Regions from separate parts of the Rattus norvegicus genome. Here region 2 is linked to region 1. The links are chromatin contacts, called in public Hi-C maps. All regions are on one chromosome and are shown on one strand. Each heading gives the region's core, a stretch centred on a gene start, on an enhancer-like site or on the middle of the called end of the contact. The rest is flanking DNA. Distances are from core to core; before and after follow the strand shown. Region 1 overlaps Pdzd2 (PDZ domain containing 2). Region 2 overlaps Pdzd2 (PDZ domain containing 2).

What was found. Hi-C and Micro-C count contacts between places; a contact is called where the count stands out from the background.
Region 2: a Hi-C map of Schwann cells shows a contact between it and region 1, with 7 times the contacts expected there. The contact joins two enhancer-like sites. A contact is called at or near these places in 7 of 12 Hi-C or Micro-C datasets (the A7r5 cell line, the Rat2 cell line, Schwann cells and 4 more) and 1 of 1 datasets of contacts at active chromatin or transcription factors (oligodendrocytes).

The regions. Positions count from the first base shown.
Region 1 is chr2:63,141,915-63,144,902 of GRCr8, reverse strand. Pdzd2 (PDZ domain containing 2) reads left to right here. Exons shown (of 24, transcript NM_022940.2): 14 at 1,009-1,090; 15 at 2,479-2,513. Among named protein-coding and RNA genes, the nearest start is that of Golph3, 68 kb to the right of the region's middle. Within about 2 kb of position 1,467, at least 3 of the 93 cell types and tissues checked have an H3K27ac peak or open chromatin away from gene starts, as enhancers often do. A contact at or near this core is called in Schwann cells, where this site is marked.
Region 2 is chr2:63,330,310-63,333,642 of GRCr8, reverse strand. The region is part of intron 2 of Pdzd2 (PDZ domain containing 2); the gene reads left to right. Among named protein-coding and RNA genes, the nearest start is that of Pdzd2, 170 kb to the left of the region's middle. Within about 2 kb of position 1,717, at least 12 of the 93 cell types and tissues checked have an H3K27ac peak or open chromatin away from gene starts, as enhancers often do. A contact at or near this core is called in Schwann cells, where this site is marked.

The DNA of each region.
Region 1 (2,988 bases), core at 218-2,717:
CAAGTTTCACGACTGCGACTCCAGTTCTAAGGTAGCCAATGCCCTCTTCTGCCTTGAGGGCAGTAAGGCATGTGCACCCATTCAGGCAAAATGTCCATGTGCATAAAATATACCTTAAGAAATAGTGAATTTAGACAAATAGTGCAGTCTTTTACTGTTCTGGCATAGTGTATAAGTTTTCGTTAGAATAAAAAATTTTAGCTTACATTTTCATTTTTTGCATAGGTGTGTTTGCGTTGTTGGTACATGTGCCACAGTGCACGTGTGGAGGTCAGAGGGCAACAGATAGGGATTGATTCTACCGCACTGCTCCCGAGAGTGCAGCCATACTCTCAGGCTTGTGGTAGCTCCCTTATTTCTAAGCGATCTTGCCACCCACCCCCCCAGGGGTCGTTTTGGTTTGTTTCTTAATATTCTTAATTTTTATTTTTATTTATTTGTTTGTTTGTTTGTTTTGATCTTTGGAGACAGGGATTCCCTGTAGCCCTGGCTAGCCTGGAACTCTGTAGATCAGGCTGGTTTTGAACTCAAGACACCTGCCTCTGTCTCCCAAGTGCTGGGATTAAAGGTGTGTGCTAACACTCACCACCTGGCTAATGTTCTTAATTTTTTAATTGTTATCTATTTATTTTGTATGTACGTATGCATGTGTGTTATGCATTGGCATGTGCCAGCAGGGTACATGGGGAGAGGTCAGAGAACAATGGTCAGGAGTCCATGATTTGAACTCAGGTCGTCAGGCTTGGCAGCAAGCAGCCTTCACCATCTGAGCCATCTCACTGGCCTGACTGTGAGTTCTTTAAGAAGAATGAGAGCTAAGTGTTCTGAAGAGGGGCAGAGTCAGTGAGGTGCAGTTGGTGGTCTTGTTGTTTATACCTTGAAGCCACCCACCATTCAACTGGACTTAGGCGGTCTGAGTTACTGCTTCTAAGGTGTTTCCAGTCTTTTTTTATTGAGGAGAAATAAATACAAACCAACGTCTAATTTGCGCTTTCTGCTGAAACTCAGGTCTCGGAGCAGGAAATGGACGAAGTGATAGCACGCAGCACTTACCAGGAAAGCAGAGAAGCCAACTCCTCCCCCGGCCTCGGTATGGCGGCTTGTTCACTGCTGAGACACGGTTCTCGTCAGGTTCACCCACGGGTACTCCTAGCTGGGGCACGCGGTTCTCTGTAATTGCCGGTGACAGTTGCTGACAGGGCCTACACTCTGTCTTGGTTCCCTCTTTTGATTTCTACAGTTATTTAATGTGCTTCATTAAAGGTCCAATCACGCATGCTGCCTATATGGCCTTCAAATAATTTGAGAAAGAAAGCTCACAGACATTCATGAATCTTCATGACTCATTTGAAATGCATAGGTCAATGATACTTGACACCCAAACAAGAGTCATGTAGTAATACAGAGTGTTATTCATGCAAAACGCTGAGGTTTCCCTCTATGGACTTGGAAGTTTCAGTACAAAGCACCTCCAGTTGGCTGCTGGAGGCAGAAAATGTTCTCCAGTTTTCCTCCTTGTGTGGAAATGCTGGGGCAGGAAAGGCTGCAGTTCTCCTCGGCGTTTCTTCTTCACTTAGAGCATTGTATAAACAGTCTCCTTAGTGTGGAAACCTAGGAGGGATTCTGCAGCCATTGCTCACTTGACTAGAGACTTCTCTGACGTTCGGATTGATGCCCTGCAGGAAAAGGAACTGGGAGATATGAGTTACTGGATGTCAGAGGAAAAGGAACAGGATTGGGGACAGCCATGAAATCCCTGGTGATTTGCATCCATAATTAATATATTTAAAGTGGACTCGGCCATAATAGGCTCTTTATTCAGCCTGAACGCTGGGTTCTCTTCATCCCAACATCTCTACTTGATCAGACAGCAAAGACTTTTATTTTTTTTAAGCCGGAATTCTCATGCCCTAAATCTCTTTTGCCTGTGACATGTAATTTAAAGTCTACAGGCTGAGCTCCTCACCCGTCAGCTAAAGAGGAAAACCAGCATCCCCACCACTTCCCTGGTTCTTTCATGAGTTCCTTGGATGGGGTTCATTGGTTCATTCATCCTTCCAGCCATTCAGCAAGCATGGCTGGGTCCTTAGCAGACAGCAGGTGCTCTGGGGTTTGTTGCACAGAGGAGAAGGGGAGATGCAGAGATCCAGGCACCATTAAACTGTCCCGTCAGATAGAATGCTCAGCGGGATTGCAGGGGGAAGCATCAGAGCCATGAGCAGGGTCTTGAGGGAGGGAAGGGGGTGGGATGGGAAGGGGGAGGGGGTACCCAGATAGATAGATAATAGGGGTGGCTACTCAGAGAAACTGTATGAGTGCATCTGCCTATGCATGCAACTCATTAGTGGCACCCAGGCAAAGGACAGTTCTGTTGAATACACTTGGTCCCTCCCTTTGGTTGGTGAACTCTATGAGCCTGCTTGTTCATAATGTGTGAGCTTCACCACATTAACCGTTTTGCGAATTCCTTCCACACAGGTACCCCCTTGAAGAGCCCCTCTCTGGCCAAAAAGGTGAGTCAAAATGCATTCGGGGACCACCAACCAATTTTCAGGAGCCTCTCAGTCAAGTCACAAACCCCAGTCCATATTTCTGCCCATGAATCCTTTCAGCCACTTTATACAAGGAAGTGGCAGCCATACCAGTGTGAAAGCAGACACACAAAGGTGTGCTTCTCCTAGTTCATCCAGGAAAAGATCAGCACAGAAAAGAAAAGGCCCCGGAGCCTTTTGAGCCGCTCACTTTGAAATAAAGGTAGCCTGGGTTCCAGAGAGCCTGAAGCTATGAGTACTCTGGGCGTTCCTCAGTCCCACTAGCGTGGGATTCAGACTGCACAACCCCCATCCCATCCCACCACCTAGCAGTTCATCAGTTGGGCCAAAAGCTTAGACTTGCTTATTTATGATTTACTCTCCTTTCCTCTCCTTCCTTGAAGTGGCTTTGGTTTGGTTTGGCTGAGATAGTTGACAGTTGCAGGAGCTGGAGAGA
Region 2 (3,333 bases), core at 468-2,967, 190 kb before region 1:
TTTCCACTGTGCTCCATCCTTCTAGGTTAAGTTCAAGCTCCTCCCGAGAGCTTACTCTCCCCACTCCTGTAAATGTCATATATTTAATTCAGGAGGGAGGAGATAGACAGGTTTCTAAAATGTCCTGAGATTCCCCCCCTCCTGTCATGTCCGTGCCCTCATACCCCCTGAGACTGAACCTGAGCTTGATATCATGATGAGGTCGTAGTTCCTAGCATTGGTAGGTGACTTTAAGAAAGTGCAATGGTCAGAGTGGGTCTCACCGAATCGCACGAACACTCTCACAGCAGTTCAGCCAGAAGCAGAAGGTATAGGGAGAATGTTCCCGTCTGGCCAAAGGAAATCGGATACCCAAGCGAAGAGTCAAGAACTGTGAACAACTGGATTCTGCCAGCCTCCGGGGCTCTTGGAGGACCTGAGCTGTAGATGAGACAGTTGGCAGTTCCAGCCAGCATCCCATGCCAGCCTTATGCCATGCTGAGCAGAGCTACCCTGTGACTTGATTTCTCCTCTAAGAACCATAGTAAGGGCTGAAGAGATGGCTTGCTGTTAAGAGAACCGCCTCTTCTCCCAAAGAACCCAAGTTCCATTCCTAACACGGCCATGGAGGCTCACAACCACCTATAACTCTAGTACCTGGGATCCAGCGCCCTCTTCTGGCCTCTGAGGCTACAGGGCATGGGTGCAGACCTTCATCTATCCATGCACTTTCAAACAAACAAAACAGATAACATATTGAACATCTGAATGATGGGTGTTTCCCCAAAGCCTCTGCGTGGCTGGCATTTGTTGCACAGTAGGAGAAAAGGATTGTGAGCAGGTCAGTAGCAGTCCCCTTCCAGTCTCTGCTCACTGTTCTCCATGAGAGAATCACACCTTCCTCCTGATTGCATCTCCCTGAGAATGAGATCCATTCTGGTGGGGTTTTTCAGTGTAGCTTCGTCAGGGGAAAGAAGGTGGCTAATGCTAACGGCCCAGCATTAGCATCAGAAGCTTTGGTTTAGACCTTGGCTCAACCTTGCTAAGCGTTGGATCACACTTTTAAATGAAAATCAGCCTTGGGGGGAAGAAAGCTAAACATACAGACATTGTTGCCAGTAGCTCCTTGTGAAGATAGAGCTGATACAGGACGGAACCCATGCGAGGTCTGCAGGGGTTAGGCAAAGTGATGTGTAGGGGGATCATGGACAGTGGTGCAGGGCACCCTCTAGAAACAGTGGCTCATGGGTAGTAGGAAAACATCCTTTGGAGCACTTGTCCCCTTCCTGCATGAAGTTATGGGTATTCTAGTTTGTTCTGTGCCTCGGGATTCTGGCCCTTTCTCCCTCTACCGGCAAATCCCCATTCCAACCCCTACCTTTTGGCCATTCCACCTGGAGAGTTAGCCTCAATCCGGGTCCTGCCTGGAGACTTGATTGGCAGCTAGATTGGTCTGCTGGGAGTTTGAAGTTGAGCGGGTGAGACCAGGCTGCTCAGAGGCATAAACAGACTGAAAAGGTCTCATGGAAGACCCCTGGAATCAGGTTTTAGAAGCAGCTGGAGCAAAGCACACAGCCGTCACAGAAGGAGAGAGAAAGCCAGCTCCTTCACATCATGGGCATGCAGGCTGAGATGGTTCCCAGGAAGACAGGGATAGACACACCAGTTCCCACCATGCCCGGCTGGCCTGTGTTCCATGACATTTCCATGTCCTCATAAAGGATATTTTGTAAACAGATTAATCCTTGTCAGAGGTCCACTATGGAGGCAGAGCTGGTTCTCATCCACCGAGGGACGCCACGCCCAAGTGCTGATTCCACATAAACACAGAAGAAAATTAAATTGCCTTTTCTTTGGACTTTTTCCAGAATCTGTCAGTATAGTTAAATTCCCAGTGGCCTCTGGAGGGCACTGTTTAATTGTTTATTTCATGGCGGTGTGCAGTGCACCAATCAAATGTGGTTAGAAATGTGGTTTGTAATGATGCTGCCTACCTTTTGGTGAGACCCTGCAACACTGAGTCAGCTAGGGGAAGAGGCTGCACCGTGGCTGTTGTACATTAAACAATGGCGTCCCTCTGCCGTCTGGCACGTGTAGATTGCTTTTTAGAACAAGATTGTTCTAGTTTCTACAGGCATGTTTTTTAACAGGTGCCGAACAAAACGGAAGCTTTTCCTTCCTTTTAGTTTCAGTGAATGGAGAGACGTAAGGTTACAGCTTATGAAAGGAAGCAGTTCAAATTCAGTTGGCCTTCAATTATTCAGTGGAGGGAGATGTAATTTTTAGGTTTTGGGGAACATGTATTCCTTTTTAATTAGAAAGACACAAAATAATGGAGCACAGGTATAAACAGAAAGGAGAAGTGTTGAAAAAGTGTTCAGTTTCCATGGGATAATTATGTGGACAGGCTCTTGAGCGTGCACGAGCACGCGCGCGCGCACGCACGCACACACACACACACACACACACACACACATCACTCAATTCTGCAGGGTGTTGTGTTGGTTTCCAGTTGGGCCAGAGCAAAGGAGGAAAGTGTGCTTTTTCTATCTCTTCACTGCCACCAAGGCTAAAAGGCAGGAGTGAGGGTCCCCGGCACTCTTAAGTGACAGTTCTTCACTAATCCTAAAAGAACCAGCCCCCTCTTGCCCTCCCTCCATCCCTTTCCCTGTTCCTCTCAGACGCTCCCTTTTTCTTTCTTTTATAATAGATTTGAGTAAAAAGCTATGCTTGTGATCTGATGCAAGATTTGCTGGCCAGCAGGCCTCTGGGGCCCTCCTGTGTCACCCTGTCATCACTAGGATTAGAGGTGCATGCTGCCACACCAGCCTTTTACATAGACTCTGGAGATCAAACTCAGGTCCTCACACCTGTGCTGCAATCATTCCACTGACTGCATTGTCTCCCCCACCCCCACCCCCGACGGTCAGCCTCTTAATCTTTATCGTTTCAATCCGTACAAGGGCATTTACCGGCTCCTTACTGTATTCTAGCTTTGGATCAACACATTAGACTGTACTGGTATTCCTGGTACACGGACTTCTTGATTTCCTGGGACATGCTTGGAAAACTGCCTTCCCATTTCAGAAATAATTGCGATCAGTAATATGAAGGCATTTTAGGAGTAAGCTTTCATTGTACACTAGCTTTACGGAGGCATATTTCACTTTCTGGAAAATATTTCCTTTATAATATTCATTCACAGAAGAGCGAGTCATTATGTCTAATTTTAGGGCATTTTCTTTTTTTTTCTTTTTTTTTTTCTTTTTTTTTTTTTTTCTTTTCTTTTTTTCGGAGCTGGGGACCGAACCCAGGGCCTTGTGCTTACTAGGCAAACGCTCTACCACTGAGCTA